Linked DNA regions of Hordeum vulgare: region 2 is linked to region 1. The links are chromatin contacts, called in public Hi-C maps. All regions are on one chromosome and are shown on one strand. The core of a region is the stretch at or near the end of the contact, and the rest is flanking DNA. Distances in the headings are between cores, read along the strand shown. Region 1 has its middle 250 kb from the start of LOC123402033. Region 2 holds the start of LOC123401014.

Evidence for each region. A called contact is a pair of places that touch in the nucleus more often than the background predicts.
Region 2: a contact with region 1 is called in a Hi-C map of leaf, with 7 times the contacts expected there. The contact joins the promoter of LOC123401014 here to the enhancer-like site in region 1. A contact is called at or near these places in 3 of 6 Hi-C or Micro-C datasets (leaf and seedling).

The regions. Positions count from the first base shown.
Region 1 is chr6H:346,412,377-346,416,734 of MorexV3_pseudomolecules_assembly, reverse strand. No RefSeq gene overlaps it. Among protein-coding and RNA genes, the nearest start is that of LOC123402033, 250 kb to the right of the region's middle. Within about 2 kb of position 1,979, at least 2 of the 3 cell types and tissues checked have open chromatin away from gene starts, as enhancers often do. A contact at or near this core is called in leaf, where this site is marked.
Region 2 is chr6H:346,728,397-346,732,754 of MorexV3_pseudomolecules_assembly, reverse strand. It overlaps LOC123401014, which reads right to left and starts at 2,105. Exons shown (of 14, transcript XM_045094732.1): 1 at 1,899-2,105; 2 at 870-1,017; 3 at 512-769; 4 at 1-87. The coding sequence starts at 1,987.

The DNA of each region.
Region 1 (4,358 bases), core at 730-3,229:
TTAGCTTTCCCTGCAGGTAATATAGCTAGCTTCTACCTTACCTTGGATCGGTGGAAGTCCCAGTGCTCACAATGTGTTCGACGAAATAACAGTGATGTTGTGCTTCCGAGGTCATTCACAAAGAGGGCACATGTACACACACGTACATCGCCGGATGCGTCCCTCTCCACCTGCAGGGTGATTTGTGTGGCACAACCCTCCTCACGTCTGAGCACTACTAAACAATAAGCATAGCCTTAGCGATGATGTGGTGCTGCACCGCTAGCTGAATTTTACCATTGCTGGTGCTAGATAAACTTTGTGGTAGCTAAATTTTGCTATCACTGTTGCTAGCTAGATTTTGCATAGACATAGCGCTCATTTAGATGATCCAAATATGTAATTTTTGGTGTTAAGATTTTCTACGGATGGTATATCAAGTGGTCGATTGTGCCCTTTTCTAAAAATGCAGTCTCGCATTCTCTAGGGAGGCAGTGCAAGTCCTTCCTGCCAATTGGAATTTGGGGATTTGATAATTTCTTTTGTATTTATCATGTCTACTTGGTCAGAAAACATGAGATGCAAAACATGTTTTTCCACTTGAAGTGAAATCATGGACTGAAAATTCTACAGATTTGAAGTTGCATGGTGGATTGACTGCATGCTTTATTCAAGGTTTATTAATTCATCACCCCCATTAGTTCAGTCATGGTGAAAAAGATATGAAGGTTTTAATGCCAACAATTGTCATGTCATGTCTTGGCCAAGGATTTGGTTTTCACAGTGTAAATTAACTGATGATGCATGTCATGGCCTAGGATTTGGTTCCAACAGAAGCAACACATATTCATCTTACCCACTGCCCCGTCAGTAGATGTCAGTCACATTTTCCTGATCCTATACTTGAGCCAAGAATTCATGGCCCTGTTTTTCAGCAGGCTACAGTAACCAGTTTGTCACTACTTCAATGGATATAATAAAGTATACTTGTCATTGTATATGCAAAAGCATGTTTCCGGAGTACTTAACACATGCGGCTCTCTAAAGGAATCCATGACCAAATTTGTTGTATGATTAGAACTGGCATCAGTTACAACATGTAATTTCCTTGCAAAGTTTCGCAGAGAACAAGCTATGTGGGAATTTCTTCCAATAGCAGCAACCTCCGAACAAGCAAAACTATACTATGTAAATAACTTCCAGAACCATAGTTCTCTATTTTCTTTCTAATTTTACCTTTCCCTGTATTGGATTTCCATGTACTGACCACACTCCTTTATCAATGAAAGCAACGCGTGATTGCCTTCATATAAAAACACAATGTGTACACGTACGAGGCGATGTATAGCAGGAATAGGAAAAAAATGTTGTTCGAAGGAGTGTGCAAGTGTATGGTTTCCTAGAATTATTTTCTTGGCGTAAGTTACTATATTCTCAATATATATCACATTTTAAATTATCTAAAAACAAAAAATCACTACTTGAGTTGTAGTAATGAAAGTGATTAAAATCTCTTGCTAATTAAAAGTGTAGTTTGGAATCTTGAACTGCGTTTTTGTATGCTAAGATCATCTTTGTTTGGGTCATAGCTATAAATTCTCAGATTATATACCATTATTTTAAAATTCAAAACGTGTGATAATATTTTCTCCCGTTACAACGCATGAGCCTTTTTGGTAGTTATGATCATGGAACCACTGCAGCGCATGTCTGATCTGGCCACATCTAGGGGATTCCTAGCCCTCCTGGCAAGAACCGGATTAAAGCACCGGTTGTCGATGTTCGCGGACGATGTGATGATCTTCTTAAAACCATGCGAGTTGGACCTCCATACTTGTGTGGCAGTTCTCCAAATTTTCTACAAGGGCTCAGGTTTGCGGGTCAACCTCACCAAAAGTGTCGCTTTCCCTATCAAATGCTCATCACAGACGATGACTATGGTGGAACGGATCCTTGGCTATCCTAGTGGATCATTCCCTGCATGTACCTCGGCCTACCATTGACCCTGCGAAAGCAATCGGCGGACCACACTTACTGGCCTTGTGGACCAACTAGCAGGAACCCTACCGAGATGGAAATCAATAAAGATGCCAGAGAGTGGACGGCTACTTTTGATACTACATTCAGTCCGCTGCGTGATCCCCTTGCATGCAATGCTCGCCCTCAGGTTGCCGCATAAAACCATCGTGACATTCAACAAGATTTGTCGTGGTTTCTTGGGGTGTGCCAGACCACAAGCTTGGGGAGGCCACTCTGTGGGAATATCCTATTTAACGCTCTTTGCATCAAACTGTCGGGCAGTAGCATGCGAGCGATTTTATATGGGCTGGCCCGTTAACATGTCTGAGTGATTCCGGCTTTGGGAACCTTCTAAAGGTTCCAGCCGATTTTTTCCGGTTTTGCGAAACTTCTAGAAGGTTCAGTGAACCTGTTTTTTAGGTTTCTTTTTCGTTTTCTTTTCTTTTTTTCTTTTCTATTTCTGTTTCAAAAAATGTTGTGAATTATCAAAAAATGTTTTGGATATTCAATTTTTTTTCTTTTTTCTTTATTCTTTTTTGTTTCTTTTTTTTCTGTTTTTGTTTGAAAAATGTTTCGTAATTTAAAAAAATGTTCCGGAATTTGAAAAAATGTTATGTAATTTGTAAAAATGTTCCGTAATTTGGAAAATGTTCCGGAATTTGAAAAATGTTCTTGAATTTTTAAAAAATGTTTCAAATTTTCAAAAACAATGTTCTCGAATTTAATGTTTCAGAATTAGTAAAAATGTTGTGGAATTTTTGAAATTCTTGAACAAATTCGAAAAAAGATTTTTTTAACTTGTGAACAATTTTTAAAACTAGAACATTTTATGATAATTCAGAACATGTTCTAGATTTTGTTTTTGCTTCAAATTCTAAAAGAAACTGAATAAAGAAAGAAAAAATGAATAAAAAAGGAAATAAACAGAAAAGGAGCAGAAAAAGAAAAAAAGACATAAATGGGCCGGCCCACTCGGGCAACCCCTATGCATTCGCTCGGTAGTTGGTCGGAGCGAGTGGCGCATAGGAGGTCCCCACTGTGCGGTCATCTGGGACCAGGTATGCTCACCCAAATGGGCTGGTGGGCTAGACATTCTAAATCTAAAGTAGGTGAACATCGTGATGCAAGCCCGTCGACCATGGTCACAGAGCTCGTACAAATCAAGGCCTTGGGCCGAATTCCAAATAAAGGTTCCCGCTGCAGGACATTAGCTATACGAATCGGCAACAAAATGGTCACTTGGCAATGGACAAAGCACCATCTTTTGGGAAGATCAATGTCTAAATGGTCAAAGGGTAAGGGATCTGGGCCGACAGTTTACGCGCACATTACAAACAATATCAGTAAGACTTGTACACTCGCCCAAGCTCTTCGGAATAATACATGGGCAAGGGACGTTCGGCCGGACATGACTCACGCGGTTCTCATGAAATACCTCACGTTGTGGATGTGCACCACGAGGGTGGATTTGGACCCCTCACGCCAGGATCAAGCATATTGGTCATGGGAATAAAATAGCGACTTCTCGGCAAAATCCGCTTATGCAGCAAGGTTCTAGGGACGTAAGGTGATCCCAACGGCGGAATTCACATGGAAGTTTAAAGCTCCAACGCAATGCTGCTTCTTCACTTGGATCGCCATCCAAAATAGATGATGGACGTCGGACCGTCTAGCGCGACGCGGCTTGACCACCAAGAGCAATGCCCGCTATGCAATGAGGATTAGGAGAGCATAAGTCACATGCTTCTGCACTATATCATTGCACGGGAGGTTTGGACTGCGATCCTACACTCCCTTGGGAAACCGGAATGGATGCCAATGGCAGGGGAAGGCCTGTCAACATGGTGCATGAACAGGACAAGTAGCAGGCGATTCAAGAAGACTACAAACACCTTGTTCACTATAGTCATGTGGAAGATCCGGAAGCATCGCAATGTTGTGGTTTTCGACGGAGCCACGCCCTCCAAAACCAATACATTCATAAAATCGGGCACGAGGGCCATACATGGCAGCAAACAGGTTTCCTTACACGTGACCTCGGTGGATTATTTCACATCGTGGAAGGAGGGCTAGTACGGCAAGTTGGTTCAATTGTAATGACGGTGTAGGTGGATGTGTGGGTAGCATTGTAAATAAATTTGTAACGCTATGGTGGAGAGGTTGTTTACCCCCTTTCCTCTTCTATATAATATAGTATGTATACTCGTGCGTATTTAAGAAAAACTAAAATAGAGCGTGCATTGGCTTATAGTGGGGGTGAGGGGTCCAAGGGCAAGTCCAACAGTTTCCCTAAAATCTCTCCCCTATGTCTCAAAACAAGGGACTCCCTTAAAAATATTCTCCCTTAAAAATTGCTCAAC
Region 2 (4,358 bases), core at 856-3,355, 320 kb before region 1:
TCCATGTGGCATCCATGCACATGTTTTATGGGTCAGGCCAATATCACGAGCTGCCCATTGCCGACCATTCTCTACATAGGGTTTTCCCTGAAAAGGATAAGAAGGCACCACACTTAACAATAATAAAATGAAGTTCTATGACATTCGACACCACACTTAACAATAATAAAATGAAGTTCTATGACATTCTTTGAGTGCACATCATATTTTTCGCTTAGGTGGCATCTATGTTACTCCCACTGTGGGTAGTCTCATTTGGCAAAGAACATTATTGCCTCCTTTTAATAATATATTTATAACAGTATGATAGATACAGTAATGATAGACCATTGAAATCCATGAAGGTATCTCCACTGCTCCCATTATCATATCCCTTCATTTCATTATATTTCACAAATAAATTTATAGATTGCAACGCATGGCCAAGAATTCCATTTGTCTTCTGTTTTAACAGATAATTTTGAAACAACAGTATTAATAATCTAATAGCATTCCAGAAGAGGAAGCATACCGTCTCAATGTCCAAGATGGGTGTGTTCGCATTAACAGCCTGTGTACTTATTCCTTTCATTAAATGGATGCCGAATTTCAAACCCATCTCATGAACCTTGCTGGCAATTTGACTGAACCCTTTATCACCTTTGGATGATGGAAATCTTTGGAGGTCGGGAAACGGTCGACCCCACTCATCAATGTTGTCAAATCCATATGAATCTGTATATGCCCCATCAACATACCTCCGGTACCACAGGTAATCAATAACTGCATACTACCAGTAGGCAAGGGACAGAAATTTAATCAGATTCATCGTTGTTCATATTCTCTTATGCCATTAAGTATCGCCAAATAAAAGAATTCTGGTAGATCACCTGATATCCATGTGGTAGTAACTTTTCTGCCAAAATCTTTGCATTTTGCAAGTATGCAATTTCGTCAACTGTCCAAGAGAAAGAATCATAGGAATTCCATCCTCTTGGTGGTAACTCAGCATGTTGTTCATTTGCCTCAGAAGTAACCCTGAAAATGTTCAGTATGAACTAACTGGAGTCATTTCTCTTTAGCTTAATATCTGTTTGGCTGTCAAATGATTAAAATTATTGTCCAAAGGGAACATTTTCTTCTCAATGCTCGCTTAGCTCGTAGGAGTACTTCTTTTACATTAATACAATTATGCTACTAGGAAGCAAACCTAGGAACAATGGAACCCAGGAGGTGGCGTATCCCACCGACGAAGTATATCCCGTTAATGTATTTGAATAATCTTCTAGGAAGTCACTAATAAATGCAAGGCTAGGAACAATGTGACGTAAATTAAACAGAGGTGAAATCTTGATCAACGGGAGCAAACCGACTGTGTCAGAGAAGAAGAAACATTCACATATTAGTGATGCGGCCATCCTTTTCTTCGTAATCTCCTAAAGAAAACTGCAGGAGCTTCACAAACAAAGTGAGATTATATCTTAGAATCATTTAGGATCTGCTTCTTTTTTGTTTCCTATTGTTTTTGAGGCAGAATTTGTGTCCCACATGTTGTGCTAAATTATTTTCATATCATGGCACAAAATTGAGAGATGTATTTCCCTACTGTTTTTCATTAAAAAGGAAGAAGATATATTTGGAGCATATAATAATCTAAGAACAACACAATCTTGTCGACAATCAGATGCGCAATAGGAAATCTCGAATCAACTAATAATAACCGAAGGGGGCGTCCCGAGCTCTGGAAATATCTGGGACCCAAGCAGAAGAGAAAGCATTTCCGCCTAAAAAGACGCTGGTTGTGCGCGAGTGACACTCAGATGCGGCGAAATAATCATGAAACACGCACAGGAAACGCCACGAAAAGCGCATCGTTCTGGAGCATCCAGGTCACGGGACGAGATGGGAGCCGCACTGACCAGAGGCAGAGGAAGATGACGAGCGCGCGGAAGAAGAGATGGCGACGCCATGGCGGCGGAGAAGTTGGAGCTCCCAGTCCCAGTTCCATGCCAAACCTTATGGAGGTGAGCTGAGCAGAGTGGAGTGGAGAGGCACAGGCGGCATGGTGGTGAGATGGGCGAGCGATGATTGATGCACTGGAGGTTGGGAGTTGGGAGTCCGTGTCCTGTGGTGGGGCACAGAGGGAATGTCGTGTCGTGCTGCGCGATGCGGTGCGGTACGTGTGCGTTCCAAGCGTGAGAGTTGTGGCGTGTTTGGTGGCGCAAAATTTATGTTATAACCTTTTGTGCTAATAAAATTCGAAAGTGATCTTGTTTAATTTTTTTAAATGGCCTGTTATGATCACTCTAACACCCTTGACGATTGGGTTGCTTGGAAGACGACACGGTTCGTGACGTCTAACCCGTGGTTCGTACGACCGGCTGGCTCATTGCCCAGCTGACATGACAAACGGCCAGTCGTCAGGCACTCTAGTGTATGGTCCTTCCCGAGCGGATCACACAAGAGCTTTCTGGTAATATGGGTCACGTCATCGAGACGTCAAGGTACTTGACGTTTGGTCATTTATCACGTGCAAACGTCAGGATCCTTTACGTATGGTCATTTATCACGTGCAAACGTCAGGGTCTTTGGCGTTCGGTCCTTTGTCACGTCAACATATCAATGGGTTAGTCGGTTGTGCCGAACACGGACCAGATATCAGGGATCATGGCGCCTCCCATATTGACGTGACAAAAAAATCACTTTTTTTTTTAAAAAAACAAGGTTAATTCTGAATTTGTTAGTACAAAAGGTTAAAACACAAAATTTGTCCTTTTTGATGCTAGCCTAATTTTTCTCTCGCATGGATTTTAAAGCATCTACCAGTCAGACTCATTATCATTAGAAACGCTCTAAATCAGTCGTTTCCCTCTAAGTTAGGCTCGTGAGGTGCAGGGTGAAAAATATTGTGTCGAGCTCATGTCAGCACGGAGATGACGCGAAGGCCCCTGAGCTTCCTCTTTCTGTTTGACAAGCAGGACGTTTAGATCAAGAAGGCACTTGCGGACGCCCTTCTCAAACAAAAAGAGGAAGCTCGTTCTGAATATTAGCGGGAGCTTACTCTTTGAGAGACACGCTTTTCGAAGAAGAGCATAGCCCTTAAGGCCAAATGTTTGGGCCTTGAAAGGTAGCTGGGTTCCCTGAAGAGCTTTATTGGGGAGGCAGAGTCTGTGATGGAAGACAGTGAGAAGACTCCGGACAAAGCCGTGCAAAAACTCTCCAATTGTAAGGTAGAACTGTCACATCTTGAAACGTAGAACACCCAACTAGCGAGTGATTTCGCGCGACGGGGTGAAGAGATGGACTAGCTCCAGGGTCTACAAAAGATGTAGTGCGACGTCTTCCAAGATGTTCGCAATCGTGTCGATAACGTATCCAACGTATCGATAATTTATAAACTACTCATGTCATATTTACCTACGTTTACAATACTTTTATATGATTTTGACGCATTTTATGATTTAATTAGAACTAACCCGTATTAACGTTGTTTTCAGCAGAATTACCGTGTTATTGTTTTTTATGTAGAAAATAAAAATTCTTGGAATCGCCCGAAACTTTTTAACAATTTTTTCTGGACAATATGAGAAATACCGAAGCGAAGAACCATCGGAGGGGGCCACCTGCTGGCCACAAGCAAATAGGGCGCGTCCACCCCCCTAATTTTACTGAAGCAAAAAACAAAAACTTAACGTCCAGTACATAATTTCTCTTATTTTAGTGGAGCGTCAAAAAATTCTAAAAACACAGTTTTACTATGCAAATTCTTTGTGTTGTCATATTTCATAACCTTTAGAGTCAGGGAAATATGGTGTTCATTCAGATATTTACACATTGTTCTGTTTTTGACAGTTTCTATTTTGCATGCATAGTTTGCTTGTTTTATTCTTTCCGTAGATTAAATTCAGCGATATAAATTATGGGAATGATATAGTATAGTAGGTATTATGTGAGAACAATTATTAATCTTTTCTTGGCAGTACCTAAGGGAATGATTTGTCTTTATTACACTAACCCGTCTCACGAAGTTCCGTTAAGTTCTGTGTGATTAAAGTTTTCATGTTTTGGGTGAGATACCAATATGATGAGAATAAGGAGCAACATGAACCTAAGATTGGGGATGCCCAAGGCACCGCCAAGGTAATATCGAAGGAATACTCAAGCGTCTAAGCTTGGTGATGCCCGAGAAAGCATGCCCTTTTTCGTCTTCAACACTATCGATATATCTTACTTAGAGCTATATTTTTTTCATCACATAAAATATGTTTTGCTTGAAAAGTCATTTTATTTTATTTTAAACTTTGGTTGTTCTTATTTATAACCTCGTTTTTCAATAAGGAAGTTCCAAGAATTGCCTTTAGAATGCTTGAATTGCATGT